4 separate regions of the Mus musculus genome follow, and regions 2, 3 and 4 are each linked to region 1. The links are chromatin contacts, called in public HiChIP or PLAC-seq and promoter capture Hi-C maps. All regions are on one chromosome and are shown on one strand. The core of a region is the stretch at or near the end of the contact, and the rest is flanking DNA. Distances in the headings are between cores, read along the strand shown. Region 1 holds the start of Zfp229 (zinc finger protein 229). Region 2 holds the start of Zfp947 (zinc finger protein 947). Region 3 holds the start of Zfp54 (zinc finger protein 54). Region 4 holds the start of Zfp51 (zinc finger protein 51).

What was found. Promoter capture Hi-C pulls out the DNA fragments that hold promoters and counts their contacts. HiChIP or PLAC-seq counts read pairs in DNA pulled down with a chosen protein or histone mark. Capture Hi-C pulls out chosen DNA fragments and counts their contacts.
Region 2: a promoter capture Hi-C map of liver shows a contact between it and region 1, with 4 times the contacts expected there. The contact joins the promoter of Zfp947 here to the promoter of Zfp229 in region 1. A contact is called at or near these places in 1 of 39 promoter capture datasets (liver) and 2 of 9 other capture datasets (adipose tissue and liver).
Region 3: a contact with region 1 is called in a promoter capture Hi-C map of adipose tissue. The contact joins the promoter of Zfp54 here to the promoter of Zfp229 in region 1. A contact is called at or near these places in 3 of 39 promoter capture datasets (the 3T3-L1 cell line, the HPC-7 cell line, HPC-7-derived erythroid cells and 1 more), 1 of 115 datasets of contacts at active chromatin or transcription factors (pancreatic cancer cells) and 1 of 9 other capture datasets (adipose tissue).
Region 4: a contact with region 1 is called in an H3K4me3 HiChIP or PLAC-seq map of embryonic stem cells, with 5 times the contacts expected there. The contact joins the promoter of Zfp51 here to the promoter of Zfp229 in region 1. A contact is called at or near these places in 1 of 39 promoter capture datasets (stem cell-derived epiblast-like cells), 2 of 484 Hi-C or Micro-C datasets (embryonic stem cells and nephron progenitors), 1 of 115 datasets of contacts at active chromatin or transcription factors (embryonic stem cells) and 1 of 9 other capture datasets (adipose tissue).

Annotation. Positions count from the first base shown.
Region 1 is chr17:21,732,056-21,735,537 of GRCm38.p6, forward strand. It overlaps Zfp229 (zinc finger protein 229), which reads left to right and starts at 1,669. Exons shown (of 6, transcript NM_001164676.1): 1 at 1,669-1,903.
Region 2 is chr17:22,164,038-22,167,519 of GRCm38.p6, forward strand. It overlaps Zfp947 (zinc finger protein 947), which reads right to left and starts at 1,940. Exons shown (of 5, transcript NM_177596.3): 1 at 1,782-1,940.
Region 3 is chr17:21,421,329-21,424,810 of GRCm38.p6, forward strand. Zfp54 (zinc finger protein 54) reads left to right here and starts at 1,916. Exons shown (of 5, transcript NM_001379357.1): 1 at 1,916-1,989.
Region 4 is chr17:21,448,785-21,452,266 of GRCm38.p6, forward strand. Zfp51 (zinc finger protein 51) reads left to right here and starts at 1,590. Exons shown (of 5, transcript NM_009558.4): 1 at 1,590-1,637.

The DNA of each region.
Region 1 (3,482 bases), core at 419-2,918:
CACTTGGGAGGCAGAGGCAGGCGGATTTCTGAGTTTGAGGCCAGCCTGGTCTACAGAGTAAGTTCCAGGATAGCCAGGGCTAGACAGAGAAACCCTGCCTCAAAAAACCAACAAAACAAAACAAACAAAACAAAACGAATGATGTGTAATGTAATCTAGGGTTACTGGTTTTTGTTGTTTTTCTTTAATGATATCTCTTCAGTTTGTTGATCTATATTTTGACTAAAATACATGGGCTATAGTTTTTAAAGTTTAAAAACTGTACATATTTGTTTTTAATAAGTAAAACAGTATTTTTAGTATAACATTGAAGCTAAATGGAAAAATATCTTGCCTCTAATTTGAAGCACTCATATTTTATTATTTCAGCATGTGAGAAGCAAAGGATAATTACTTGGCTTATTTTGTGAAATTGGTAACTCAGTGGGATGGCTTCCTTGGGAATCTTTTTCCCTGGGGGATATAACCCCCAAATATTTTACTTGATTTTTTTTAACACAAATTGTATGTTTGTTCTATTTTAGATTTGATCAGTCCAACACAAGTAGGCAGCATTGTAATTAGAGTCCTATTTTATGTGTGTTGATGCTGTGTTCATAAAATTTAGCCACTTAAGTGGCTGAAGAACTTAACTTTGTAGTTTCTACGAGAGGCACTTGGCCACGGAAGTATTTGTTTATGTTCTGCTTAAAGAGCAAAAGGGTTTTGTTGTCCCAGTCAGTAATGGGAATGACAAGGTTTTCCCATGAAGAACAGTGTCTTTACCCAAAGCAGTATGTGCCTGATGTCAAGTAAAGGGTGGGAGGGTCGAATTCCTTTCAATGTCTGTAAAGAAATTGATGCCTGCCAATGTGCTGTCAGAAAGCCTTTAAACAAAGAATCCCAAGATCAAAGCATCAAAGATTCAGGATGTTGATACTCCACGCGACCTGTGACATAAACACTGAAGACATATTGCTCTGAAGAAACAACAACAACACATACACACATAGACACACGCAAAGGGACATGCACAACGTTTACCAGGAAAATTAAGGAAGTCAAAAATGCCAGGAACAGATTACCAAGAAATATAGCCTATGTTTACTGAGAGCTTCTACTTTTTTTTTTTTTTTTCAAGACTGGATCTCGTTATGTAGCCCTGGCTGTGCTGGAACTCACTCTGTAGGCCAGGCTGGCCTTGAACTCAGGCCTGGCTCTGCCTTCTGAGTGCTGAGATTTTACAGGCTTGCAACACTACTGCCCAGTGAATTTCCTTTTTCCCCGTTACTTCATATTAAGTTTTCCTTAACACCTGGCCTTATTGGATTCATCTATTTAGTCCTCATTTTTCTCTCCACCCTTTGCTTGTGATTTCTTGATCTCCAGTCATTTTGTTCTGTCATTTTTAAGTTTCGTTCAGATATTTGAACCCTTTCTTTGGGCTTTCACGCCATTGAACAGTCTCTAGAACTGTTTTGTAGTCTGCCTCTAATTTGCCGTCCTTAGAGAACACTGCCCCCTTTTCACCCTTTCCCATGGCAATTGACATTTCTTAAGGTGTCTGCCGCCCAGTGGGCGTTGGATACTTGCAGTTTTCAGAACAACATAGCTGGGACCCTTGGGAAAGTAAACGGAACAGGAAGTAGGTGGGCGGGATTGGGTACGGTGAGAGGACACTTAATAGTGGGTGGGACCAGAGTAGGCAACATATTCCCAAAAGCGGGAGAGGGCCTCAGCAAAACTCGCCTTTCCCTCAGAAATTTCCGGGGACACCTAGTGCAGAATCTGGGCCAAGGACACTGCCCAGGGTCTTGCGGAGACGTGAAAACTCCCGAGAGCCGCAGGTGCCGCGCGGGGCATCCTGGTAGAGTCAGCAGCGCGGCGGCGGAAACCGCAGCCCGGCGGCCCTGGAACCTCCCAGGTCAGAGGCGCTGCGGGGCTGGAGCGGAGTAGGGTGTGATCGGTTTCTGGGCTACTCATTAGGACTCTGCTCTCATGAGCTCCTAAGAACTGGACAATTCCTGACTTTTTTTTTTCTTGTAAGGTTTTCAACATATTCTCTTAAAAATCTCACAATTCTCTTTGTTAGTTCGGAAAGAACAAAACACTTTAAATTATCCAAGCTTTTCAAGAGAGTAGCATTTAGAGCTGGTGGATTGTCAACCTAAAAAACTTGTTAGATATTAGTCACATAAGGATCGACAGAAGAATCACAAATATATTTTCACAAACTCCACAGTTATAGTTGTAATCATTAATATTTACTCTGTAGAATTTTATCACTAACTTGACATCTGAGATGCACACATTCTATGATGTAAATACAGTACTCAAAATCTTGTATTCCAGGTGAGGGTCTTAATGTTACATCTTAGAGTCCAGAAAGTCACCTTATGCATGCTGAGTGTGAAGATATCAGACCCTACAGTATGTTCAGTGACAAAGCACCACAGTAGAAAGGACCTTTGCATAACTGTGGCTGCTTACTTACTTCAGAAAACAGTCTCCAATTCAATGTGCCCTTGGTTCATAACCTGCACTTTACTCAAGGGCAGGTGGCCAAAGTGTTGCTTTTTATTTCAGGATTTGTTGATCTCCAGTGATGTGGCTGTGGACTTGTCCCAGGAAAAGAGGGAATGCCTACACTCTCTTCACGGGGCTTTTTGCATAGAGACTTCATGTTAGAATTAAAGTGGGATAAGGTAGAAAAGACCATTTATTTGATACTGAATTACTGATTTATTGAATGATTTACTTAAAGCACTGCTGTAGTGTTCTGCAACTTCATCTTGCTACTTGGAACAGAATGACCTGGAGAGGTGGCGGAAACAAAAGTCTTGCCCTTACCTACCTTACCCGCAAAGCTTACATCTGTCAGCTGTAACCTGCATTTGAAAAACCTCCAAGCTAACTGCCTTGATGCTTCAGGGAAGTCCTGCTTACTTTCCTTCTGGCCCCACCTTGTGCTTATAGACTATAAAATGCATATAGGAACTGGCCTGGAGACCAGGCCTTTCAGAGCTCTCCCACCTTTGGTCCATCTGTGACATCTATTCTTTCACTGGCAGTGGTGTCTCAGAGTGCTTATTCTAGAATGATTACAATAGAAGCACAGCCTTTGGTTACTGTGTGTGAGAAGAGTTTTCTGGATCTATTATTTTCTCATCCTCAATTTCCTTCTCAAAGGAAGGGGCCGCACGTGTGTGAGCTCAGTGTGGCTGAACTTCACACCACAGCTCATTACAGGGAGAGATTCTCAAAGCAGGAAAGGACATTGTTATGAAGTGTTCTTTACTCCCCATGTTTCTCATTTGGGGAAGTGTTGGGTTTCTTTCATTTCTGCCCCATGGTAAATTCAGAGACTCAATAGTTTAAAATATTGTCATCCCAATCATGAAGTTTCATTTCTGCTCTTGAGGGGTTTTTAATTTTAAAACATTTTGTATTTGCTTGTGTGTTTTTGCTTACATGTATGTCTACACCACTTTCATGCCTTGTGC
Region 2 (3,482 bases), core at 690-3,189, 430 kb after region 1:
ACAGTATTAAGACTAGATATGAATGAAGCCTGAGAGAAGATAAACAGCTCAATTAAATAACAAAGAAGCTTGAAAGTAAATTCACTAAAAAGATAGTAATATTGAAGGGAATTCAAGATGAAATGAGGATGAATTGAAAAACTCAGTAAGTATTAGAAAATGCATCCCGAAGAGACTTGAGACTTTGAAGACATAGAATTAATGACATATCATTGATCAGTGGCCATTAGAAAGAACTATGCAGCTCTCATTGTAGCCTGTGCTAGCTTTCTGAGTATCTGATTGTGATATCCCCATCCTTAGAGTTCTGTCTTTTCACATGAGCTCTCTTTAATTCACATGACCCTTGCAATGGTGCCATTTGCTAGAGTGCATATTATAACAGTGCACATTATAGTGCCATGCTGTTTTAACATTTTTCTCCCCAAATCTGAGCTAATGAATTCCCTTTTCTTATGAAAAATCCAGTTCTTGTTTTCTTTCTTTCTTTCTTTCTTTCTTTCTTTCTTTCTTTCTTTCTTTCTTTCTTTCTTATTAGATATTTTCTTTATCTACATTTCAAATGATATCCCGAAAGTTCCCTATACCCTCCCTCTGCCCTGCTCCCCTACCCACCCATTCCGGCTTCTTGGCCCTGGCATTCCCCTGTATTGGGGCATATAAAGTTTGCAATACCAAGAGGCCTCTCTTCCCAGTGATGGCCGACTAGGCCATCTTCTGCTACATATGCAGCTAGAGATATGAGCTCTGTGGGTACTGGTTAGTTCATATTGTTGTTCTACCTATAGGGTTGCAGACCCCTTCAGTAAAAAGATGTTTTCTAAAACTTTATTTTTAATCAATAGTCTGGTCTAAGATCTGCAATATTGGGCTTGCTTGGACCCAAGGAGTAACATAAGAACTCAGCATATGAAGACATATTTCTGAATGTTTTACTTACATCCTAAACTGCATACAATTCTGATTAAAAAGTTCATGGCCACTAAAAAGTTTGCTTAGTAAATATTAGTGTTTACACCCATAACAGTAGGGCTCGATAAAGTATAATTTTTGGTTCAATAAATCTGCACTATTCCTCATATAATATTATATACAAAGCTCTCTGGGGATGCCTATTAACCGGGCCAAAGGCATTCTCTTGAATAAGCAATTAGTAAAACAAGGCAAGAAAGCAAGAACAAATTTACTTTCCACTATCTTTGTAATTGGCTCATTAGGAAATAGATAATGCAACCGCTCTTTTACAAGGTTTTTTTTTTCTTCATGTTTTTATTGGTTATTTTTTTTACATTTCAAATGTTATCCCCTTTCCACAAACCCACTATCCCCTCCCCCTGCCTCTATGAGTGTGCTCCCCCACCTACCCACCCACTTCTACCTCAGCGCCCTAGCATTCCCCTACCCTGGGTCATTGAGCCTGCACAGGACCAAGGGGCTCCCCTCCCAGTGATGACCAATAAGGCCATTTCCTGCTAAGTGTGCAGCTGGAGCCATGGGTCCCTGCATGTCTACTCTTTGGTTGGTGGTTTTGTCCCAGGGAGCTTAGGTTGGGGCGGGGAGGGTGTTCTGGTTTACCAGTGATTTTATGACTGAATATTCCAGTAATTGTAAAATACATTTTTAAAGAATCACGATAAATCCCAGGTCACAGGATCTCAAACTTCTAATCAGTGGTGAGACATCTACAACAGAACTGTGAGAGTGGCGTCCTTAAGAGCAGCTGCGGAAAACTCCCCCCTGCTCTGCTCCCTCCCGTTTCCCAGCCCCGCAGCTCCTCTGACCTGGGACCTTCCGGGGCCGCCGAGCTGCAGTGCTGGCAGCTGAACTGCTGACTCTCCCAGGTCCGCAGCCAAGAAAATGCTTCGGAGGAGACTTTTCCGGGTCCAGAGAGAGCTAGAATGCAGAAACCGGAAGGTAGAAAGACAATCGGTGGAAGTTCCTGTCACCCAGGACTGGATCTTAGGAGCTGCTCTCCTAGACCCGCCCAATAAACCGTGGTTATGGTCACGTGGTTTCCCAAAATAGTTTGAGAGCAAGAGCTTTCCCCTCCTTAATTACTACTGCTTTTTTCCTGTTCTGGTCAAGGTCCTGCTCTTGCCTTTATCCCTGCCCTGGGGGTTCCATTCCCTCCCGCTCAGTCATCAGCTTCCTGCCACACAGCTCCACCTGTGGACCTGCTCTGCACAACCTCCCTGCTGCTTGCTGACAGACTAGGAAAAACTGGTTCTGAATGATGCTGCACTCTGACATCTGAGAGTGAGTTCTGAAACCCTCAGATAATAAACAGGCAGCCTAACTTCTTAGCTTGGGACACTAGCCTCCTCGGCTACAATCGCACAGCAAAATATAACCAAGACCCTAAATTCCTTTCTTTCTTTCTTTCTTTCTTTCTTTCTTTCTTTCTTTCTTTCAAGTATACAAAAGAGTTTATTTAAGGCATGGGGATGGGAGTTAAGAGAGTAGTAGAGGCAGAGAAAGACAGAAGGAGAGAGTAGGTAAGTGGAGGCTGGCCATGCCCTCCTGGAGAGAGGGTGGAAAGGAATGGAGGGCAGGGGGAGGCACTAGGGAGGTAGAGGCAAGGGAGACAAGAGTTTAAGAGATAAATTCCAATTTCTTATGTTGCACCCCAACACACAATACTAAAAATGACTCACAAAGTTTGGCTTCCTTCCAAAGCATGTATCAAAGCATACATGAAGTATAAGAGGGACCACTGAGATGAAAATGTGGATAAAAACGGATGGGACAGAGAATGATGGGAGGGTGCTCTGCAAGCTCTCTGGGGAGCTCCAGGGACAAAGGTCACTCTGTAGAAACAAAAGCTGTACAACAGGGCAGTTGGAAAGCACTGATAAAGTTAAACTCCAAGAGATTTGAAATGGCCACAATAGCAAAGAAAATAGATAATGCAAATAGTTTGCACAAATATTTTCCTATAAATAGTCTGACAATCATAACATGAATGAAAACATCAGCATCAGCCCCAGTTCATGTAAGAAAAAATATAGTGATACTACAACAGAATTTTGATAGCCAGGAAAAATAAAATGCCTTCTGATGTGAGTTTATAGTACTTAAAATTCCATGCAGACAGGATTCATGGTCAGGGTTAGAACGGTAAGGAAAATGGACGTAATAATACTTGAATTCTCAAGGGAAAGGGCATTTGTGTCTGACACATCATTTTATCACTCTGGTCTATAACACAGAACCTGGTATTTGGGTAAGGAATGCATTGAATATATAGATTTCTTTTGGTAGGATGGCCAGTTTTACTATGTGAATCCTCCTCATCAACAAGCATGGGAGATCTTTCCACATTCTAGTATATTCTTCAATTTCTTTCTTAAAAAAAAACTTGAATCTTTTATCATAGAAGTCTTACACTTGCTTGTAATGTGTTGTGGAAAATATATAATCTCAACTGTTGTTTCTACCCAGATTTTGATTATTCACTTCCAAGGTAAAAGACATACACAATC
Region 3 (3,482 bases), core at 666-3,165, 310 kb before region 1:
CATGGACTCCGAGCCCTAGATGACGAGGTGCTGGCCTAGTTGCAAAAATTTATTCTCTTTTTCTCCATCCCAGGGCCATGTTTGACCTCTGTGATGGCTATTTCTGGTTGTCAACTTGATTACATCTGGAATGAGCTACAATTCAGAAATGGAATGCACACCTGTGATCCAGATCTTGAAGCTGGAAGACAGGTTTCTGACCTGGATCTTCAAAATGGAGATCTTGAGGCATAGTGGCCATGAAAATCTTAGGTCCAGGCAAGGTAGTATCCACCTTTAATTCCAGGACACTGAAGCAGGCAGAGTTCTAGGCCTGGAACAAAGCAAGTCCCAGATCCAGGCGTGGTAGTACACACCTTTAATCTGGGCCACACCTTCTACTAGAGGGCTACATAAGGACACTGGAAGAAGGAAGATTCACTCTTCTTCAACCACTCACCAGCATATCTGTTGAAACCTACTTCCATAGAAGACCAGCTTAAACAACTAGCTTCATGGGACTGAGCAACTATTAGAATCTTGGACTTCCCATTCACAGCTTCCCATTGTTGGGTTAGTTGGACTACAGACTGTAAGTCATTACAATAAATCCCCTTAATGTATATAGAGATATTCCATAAGTTATGTGACTCTAGAGAATCCTAACTAAGACACAAGTTGGTACCAGGATTGGTTCTAGAGGAGCAGAAGTATAAGAATGAATGTCTTAAGAATCTGGAATCCGTTTAATAATTTGTCAGCATCTTCTAATTCACTAGGCACCTTCAACTCCTGAAATTTCTCCAGATACTTTCTCCCCTGGGAGCTTGGAGAATATAGGAGGCCAGTGGTGGAAACTATATGCAAATGCCTTTGATTATCTTGATTCATCAACTGTGACTGGTGTGAATTAGGTGACCCTGTACACGAAGTTTTCTACAATTTGGAGGGAAATAAGAAAACTGATTTGCCTGGCTTGTTGCTCTTAGTATCTCTGGACAAAAACTGGCGAGAGGGGCAACAGCACATTTGAAGAGTTTTGTTCTTGCCCTTTTCCTTGTGCCAGACCTTAGGGTTGGAGATACTGCTACTCAATTGAATGAATTAAATGTAATGGATTTAATTTTGCCCCAAGGTAACAAAGGCCAGGTGGCAGCATCGAATCACCAGAGACAAGGTGATCATAGTTATTATAGTGGGCAATGTAGACAAAACATTCATAATGACCTACCCCATAATGATCACAACTCTGCATTGTGATTACTGTAGTTTTTTACAGTGGTCTCTGTAGTAGAGAAAAGTTTCTTGATAAGGGGTGAAGACTAAGCTTATTCGTGGGCAGGAGAGAAAATGTTTAGTTTATTCTTTGGGATTATGCTGGGTTAGTACAGTCTGTTTTATCTCAAAGCACTTTTATCTTGAGTCACAGAAGACAAACTCCTCTCTGAATTAGGAAAATGGCAAGACCACCATCTAGTGGTGAAAGCCATGCAGCTCAAGATAAATTCACTGACTTCTTGAGACACCTATTTCTTTTCAAAATCCAAGTTCTTTAAATGTCTCTCCGCAAGTCAAATTTTCAGGATTTGGTTTTGACTTGTCATTTTTGTGTGTTGGGATTGTTTGGGATAAGTTTGTCGCTCACGGGCTGGTAGTCAAGTCGAGGTGTAAGGCTATCTTTTATCTGAAGGGTTCAGAACTCAGTATGGTGGTCAGATATCCGGGTGCAGCGTCCTGTCAGATCCAGTTCTAGTCTACGCTGACAGCAAACTTGTGGGGAGTCTGTGGAGAGCGGGTTCAGAGAAGCTTGACAGCTGGAACTGTGTGGACCGCAGCCTGAGACTGATAGGGAGGGACCTGTCTCCGGGGGGGTGGGGCCACTCACCGGAAACAGCCGTTGGGGACAGTATATGGGTGTGGAGGAAGTGTGTTGTGTGGAGGAAGTGTGTTGAATGGAGCTGGGATTAGAGGAGTGGCGTGATAGCTGGGACTGTTCTTTAGTGAACCTAGGTAAGTTGACTGAGGAGCCAAACCCAAAAGTGGCAAGGACGTCTTCCTCGAGGAACTCGCTGGCATGCACCGTGGAGAATCTTGTGATGCAGACCTGGAGTCAGAGGATACAAGAAGGGTTTCAAGGGGACGCAAAAAACTACCCTGAGCCTCAGGTGCCGCGCGGGGCATCCTGGGAGAGTCAGCAGGCAGCAGCCCAACCGGTGGAACCACAGCCCAGTGGGGGAGGGCTGTAACCTACCAGGTTAGAGGAGCTAAGGGGCTGGGAAAGGGAAGGAATCAGACAGGGGTGAGATATTTCCTCGGCTACTCATAAAAATGACAGCTCTCAAAATTCTGCTCTTCATGTCTTGCCCTTGCCCATAGATTTTAGACCATACTAAGTTGATGAATACTGATTTTTTTTCCATTTATTCTCTTGGCAAATTTTTCTTATAGAAGTACTCTAGTGGAGTATTTGAAACTATCTGTTAATATTGGCAAACGTGTTTGGTTTGGTTGTTGTTTTTGTTTTGTTCTTGTTATTTTGCTATGATAGAAAGGACAACGCTCCTGAAATTTACATTAGTCCACACTAATTTCTTTGTATACCTGGGAACTTGGCACCTACGGAGAGGTTTTAACTATCAGTAATGAAAGGAACATGTAAGGAATTTTTAAGAGCAAGGGCATCTTTGCAGTCAGGAGCAAAAGCAATACAACAAAGTCACACCACACAACAAACATCGTGCAAGAGATATATTGCAGATAAACAGAATGGCAGCTACTCTGAAAGGGAAGAGAGTTGGAAGGCTAGGCAGAGGGATGGGTGTTTATAGTGTCTTTGGAGCATGTGAAATGACGTACTGGAAAAGAACAGTGGGTCCTGAAGTATTGCTTGGTCATTAAAGCTGGAACAATGTAATCTGTTAACACTGAGTAATGAAGGGATTTCCAGGTTTTAAGGCCCTGGAGGCACTGAAATGACTAGCCTCCCCTCCTACCCCAGCATCATCCCCAGGTTTCTCTTAGGGCCATAACTGCCATTTCCAGCCCCTTGGGTCAGAAAGTGGCCAAGCTGCTGTCCTAAAGAGAAAGAGAGAGAGAGAGAAAAAAAAAGTCCATGATCAAGCTACAAAGGCTTCCATCATTTTCAGTTCATGATAAGTTCAGAACTTTATTAGTGTATATTATTCTCATTCCAATCATCCAGTTTCATTTCTACCCATAAGTTTTCAAGAAGCTGTGATTGGAAGTGAGGTTCACGCTAGACTAACTGAAAATGTTTTCTAAATATTTTTCAATATTCTGACACTGAATGGCATTTGGGGGATCATTGTACAGTCTTCAGTTTTGTTCCTCTTTATTGACTGAGCACAGTACTGTGCTAGGAATCCAAGTACAGGCTCACTGATCATCCAGATCAGCTCACCTGTGGAACAGAACACAGACCTGGAAGGTGGACAGGGAGGAGACAGTAGCTAAGGATCCAGGTATGTTGGGGGATTGGTCAA
Region 4 (3,482 bases), core at 340-2,839, 280 kb before region 1:
ACCATCTGTAATGGGATCCAATGCCCTCTCCTGGTATGCAGGTGTACATGTAGATAGAGCACTCATGTAAAAGAAATAAATATGTTTCTTTTAAAAAAATGTTTTTTGAACTGGGCATGGTAGCACACTTCATTAATAATTGTGTTACACAAAGAAAACCTTTCTCAAATGAATGAGTGAGTGAATGAATGACCTCCCCCAAGTTTTCTATTATTAGCTATTTCACACTTGCATATTGCATTTGTATGTCCACATCAAGTATTGCCCAATATTTTGGTATACTTTTGATATAAAGTACATATTCCACTCCTAAAACTCTGCTCTTCTGATTTACAATTCCAACAAACCTCTCGATTGTGTTCATCTCTATTCATATTGCCAGGGACCCAGTAAGATAGGAGCTATGTGTTGGAGCCTGATGTGCTCAGCACAAGATGACAACTAAAGGTAGTGATTATTCTCCTACAATCTATCCATAGCCAACCTCTGGGAGGTAAAGTGAGCTGTTCCAGTTCCTAGAATGACTGTGGTCTTGTGTGAGGCCAGTGAACATAAAGACAGCTGCTGTTGGTTACTGATTACAATAATTGTATGGAGTCTAGAGAATAGTGTGTCTTAGCCCATCCTCTCCTCTTTTCCTTCTTATATCCTAACCACCTCTTCTTTGGTGTTCACCAAGCTAGATGAACTAACTAGTAACTGACTATATTAAGACTAGAACCATATACCTTATTTTTTGCATCTGTGCAAGTTAAGGTCTCTGCATTCAACACTCCAGAAAAAAGGGAGGGAGGGAGGGAGGGAGGAAGAGAGAAAGAGATAAATAGATAAATAAATAAATAAATAAATAGAGGGGTGGAAGGAAGGGAGGAGAGAAGGAAGGAAGGAAGGAAGGAAGGAAGGAAGGAAGAAAGAAAGAAAGAAAGAAAGAAAGAAAGAAAGAAAGAAAGAAAGAAAGAAAGAAAGAAAGAAAGAAAGAAAGAAAGAATTGGTTTTTCTCACTTTAAGCATAAATCACAAGACTAACTCCTTTCTGAGTTAGTAAAATGACAGACCGCCATCTAGTGGTAACATCAGTACAGCACAGGATGAATTCGGCCCTGGGCGGATAGCAAAGAGCCACTGAATTCTTGAGACACCTATTTCTTTTCAAATTCCAAGTTCTTTAAAAGTCTCTCCCAAGTCAAAATTTTAGGATTTGCTTTTGGCTTCTCATGTTTGTGTTTTGGGGATGGGACTTGGGCTTCTGAATTTAGCCTGTGTTGTTGTTGTTTGGTACAAAGTATGTATTCCAGCGGCTGGAAGTCCAGGAGGTGTTAGGCTTCCGGTCATTTATCTAAATGGTTCTGAACTCACTATGGGGGTCAGATATCGGGGTGCAAAGTCCTACCAGATCCACTTCTGGTCTAGCTAGCAGCAAGCATGAGGGGAGGCTGGGCGAGCTGACAGCTGGGCCTGTGTGGAAGGCAGCCAGAGACAAAGTGGGAGGGACGGGTCTCCGCGGGGCAGGGCCACTCACCCGGAAACGGAGGGTGCAAGCACATTGGACGTTACCAGGAAGTGTAGAAAAGTGTTGAGTGGGAGGAGTTAGAGGAGTGACGTGAGCGGAAGCTGGGAAACTAGGTGAGTGAAGCCAGGTAAGTTGAGAACCAAAGCCAAAAGTGTTAACGACCTGTTCACGTCCAGAGCTCACGGCCCTGCACCGTAGGGAATCGCGTAGTGTAGACCTGGGATAGCAGAACGGGGAGGAATTTAGGGGAAGGTAAAACGCCGGCCAGCCGTGTGCCGCGCGGGGCATCTTGGGAGAGTCAGCAGCACAGCAGCTGGAACCATAGCTCAGAAACCTCCCAAGTCAAAGGAGCTACGGGGCTGGGAAGGGGCCGGAAGAGAGCAGGGCGTGATCAGTTTTTCTGGTGTTCATAAGTAAGCTGGCTCGATATATTTTAGTGCATATAAACTGAAATAATCCTGATGTGTTTTTCATTGACCAAATGATTGCCAAAATATTCAAAATAGTAGAATAGTAGAATATTTTAGTTTATCTACTGAAGTTTGCAAACCAGTTCTCTTTGTTGAGATAAAGGATAAAGCTCTTTAAATTTACTTACATCCATGCTAACTCCACTGTTATACCCAGGACATACTTGGTGACTTAACATCCCCAGAGAGCTTTTAGCTATTACTCATGAAAGGAATGGCTGGAAATGTAACTGAATCTCAGCGTATATTTGTTGCGAGTTTCGTAGATATAGTTGTAAATATAACTAGAAGTGATTGTCATCACTTCTTCCTCTCCTTCTAGTCTCTCACTCCTCCACTACCTTCCTCCCCCTATCCTACACCTTCCTCTCTTTATCCTCAGAGAAGGGAAAGCCTCCTGTGGATATCCACCCTCCTTGGCATATCAAGATGCAGTGGGATTAGGCACTGCACTGAGGCTATTGAGGCTAGACAAGGCAGCCCAGTTAGGGAAAGGGGATCCAAAGGCAGTCAACAGAGTCAGAGACAGCCTCTGCTCCAGTTGTTAGGGGACCAACATGATAACCAAGTTGCACATCTGCTACAGTTCACAGTTAGAAAGGACATTATAAACCAGTTTTTAATCCTTTAATCCCTGTATCCTATAACCCTTTAATCCTTTAATCACAAGCCTTTAATGCCTACACTTAGGAAACTGAGGCAATTGGATCTGGGAGTTCCTTGCCACCCTGGTACATAAAGGGAGTTTAAGGACAGCTAGAACCACAGAGAAATGTCAGTGGGAAGAGGGAGAAGGAAAAGGAAAAAAGAAATAAAACAGAAAAGGTATTATATTGTATATGATGGTACTATAAATCATCTTTCAAATAATTACTTTAGCTCTTCTATATCAGAAAAAAGACAGCAAAAGTATTTTGTCTCCTTAGTTCTAGAAAACCACTTTGTCCATGAACACAAACTGTTTTTTGGTTTGGTTTGGTTTAGTTTGGCTTAGTTCCTGTGTTTGTTTTGTCTGTGGCTTGAACCCATTGTGTCCCTCTGTCTGGCCCAGAACTCATCCTGTCATGTAGACTAGGCTGGACTGGAAGTCACTGAGTTACACCTGACTCTGTTTCCTGAGTGCTAGCGTTAAAGGTGTGCACCAGGACCACTATTCAAACTGTTGTTTTGTATTTTGTGGTCAGTTCACGGCCACCAGTGTGACTGTGGACTTCTGCCAGAAAGAGGGGCAGTGTCAGCACCATGCTGGGAGTGCTTTGTACAGAGACTGGAGGTTGTAGAATTACAGTATTCTGGTTTGTGTGGGTGAGAATAGTTTGCTTCAGCCGCCTTTCACTGAGAAAAATCTCCTCAGGACTGTACTTTCACTCCTCAGGGTTTTGTGGCAAGTCCTCTGCAAGCATTAGCTCCTTTGGGAGAATAGGACTTCCATCATTTTTAGTCCAGGATAAATTTGGAACCTCACTAGTGTGTAATATTCTCATCCCAGTCATTCAGTTCCA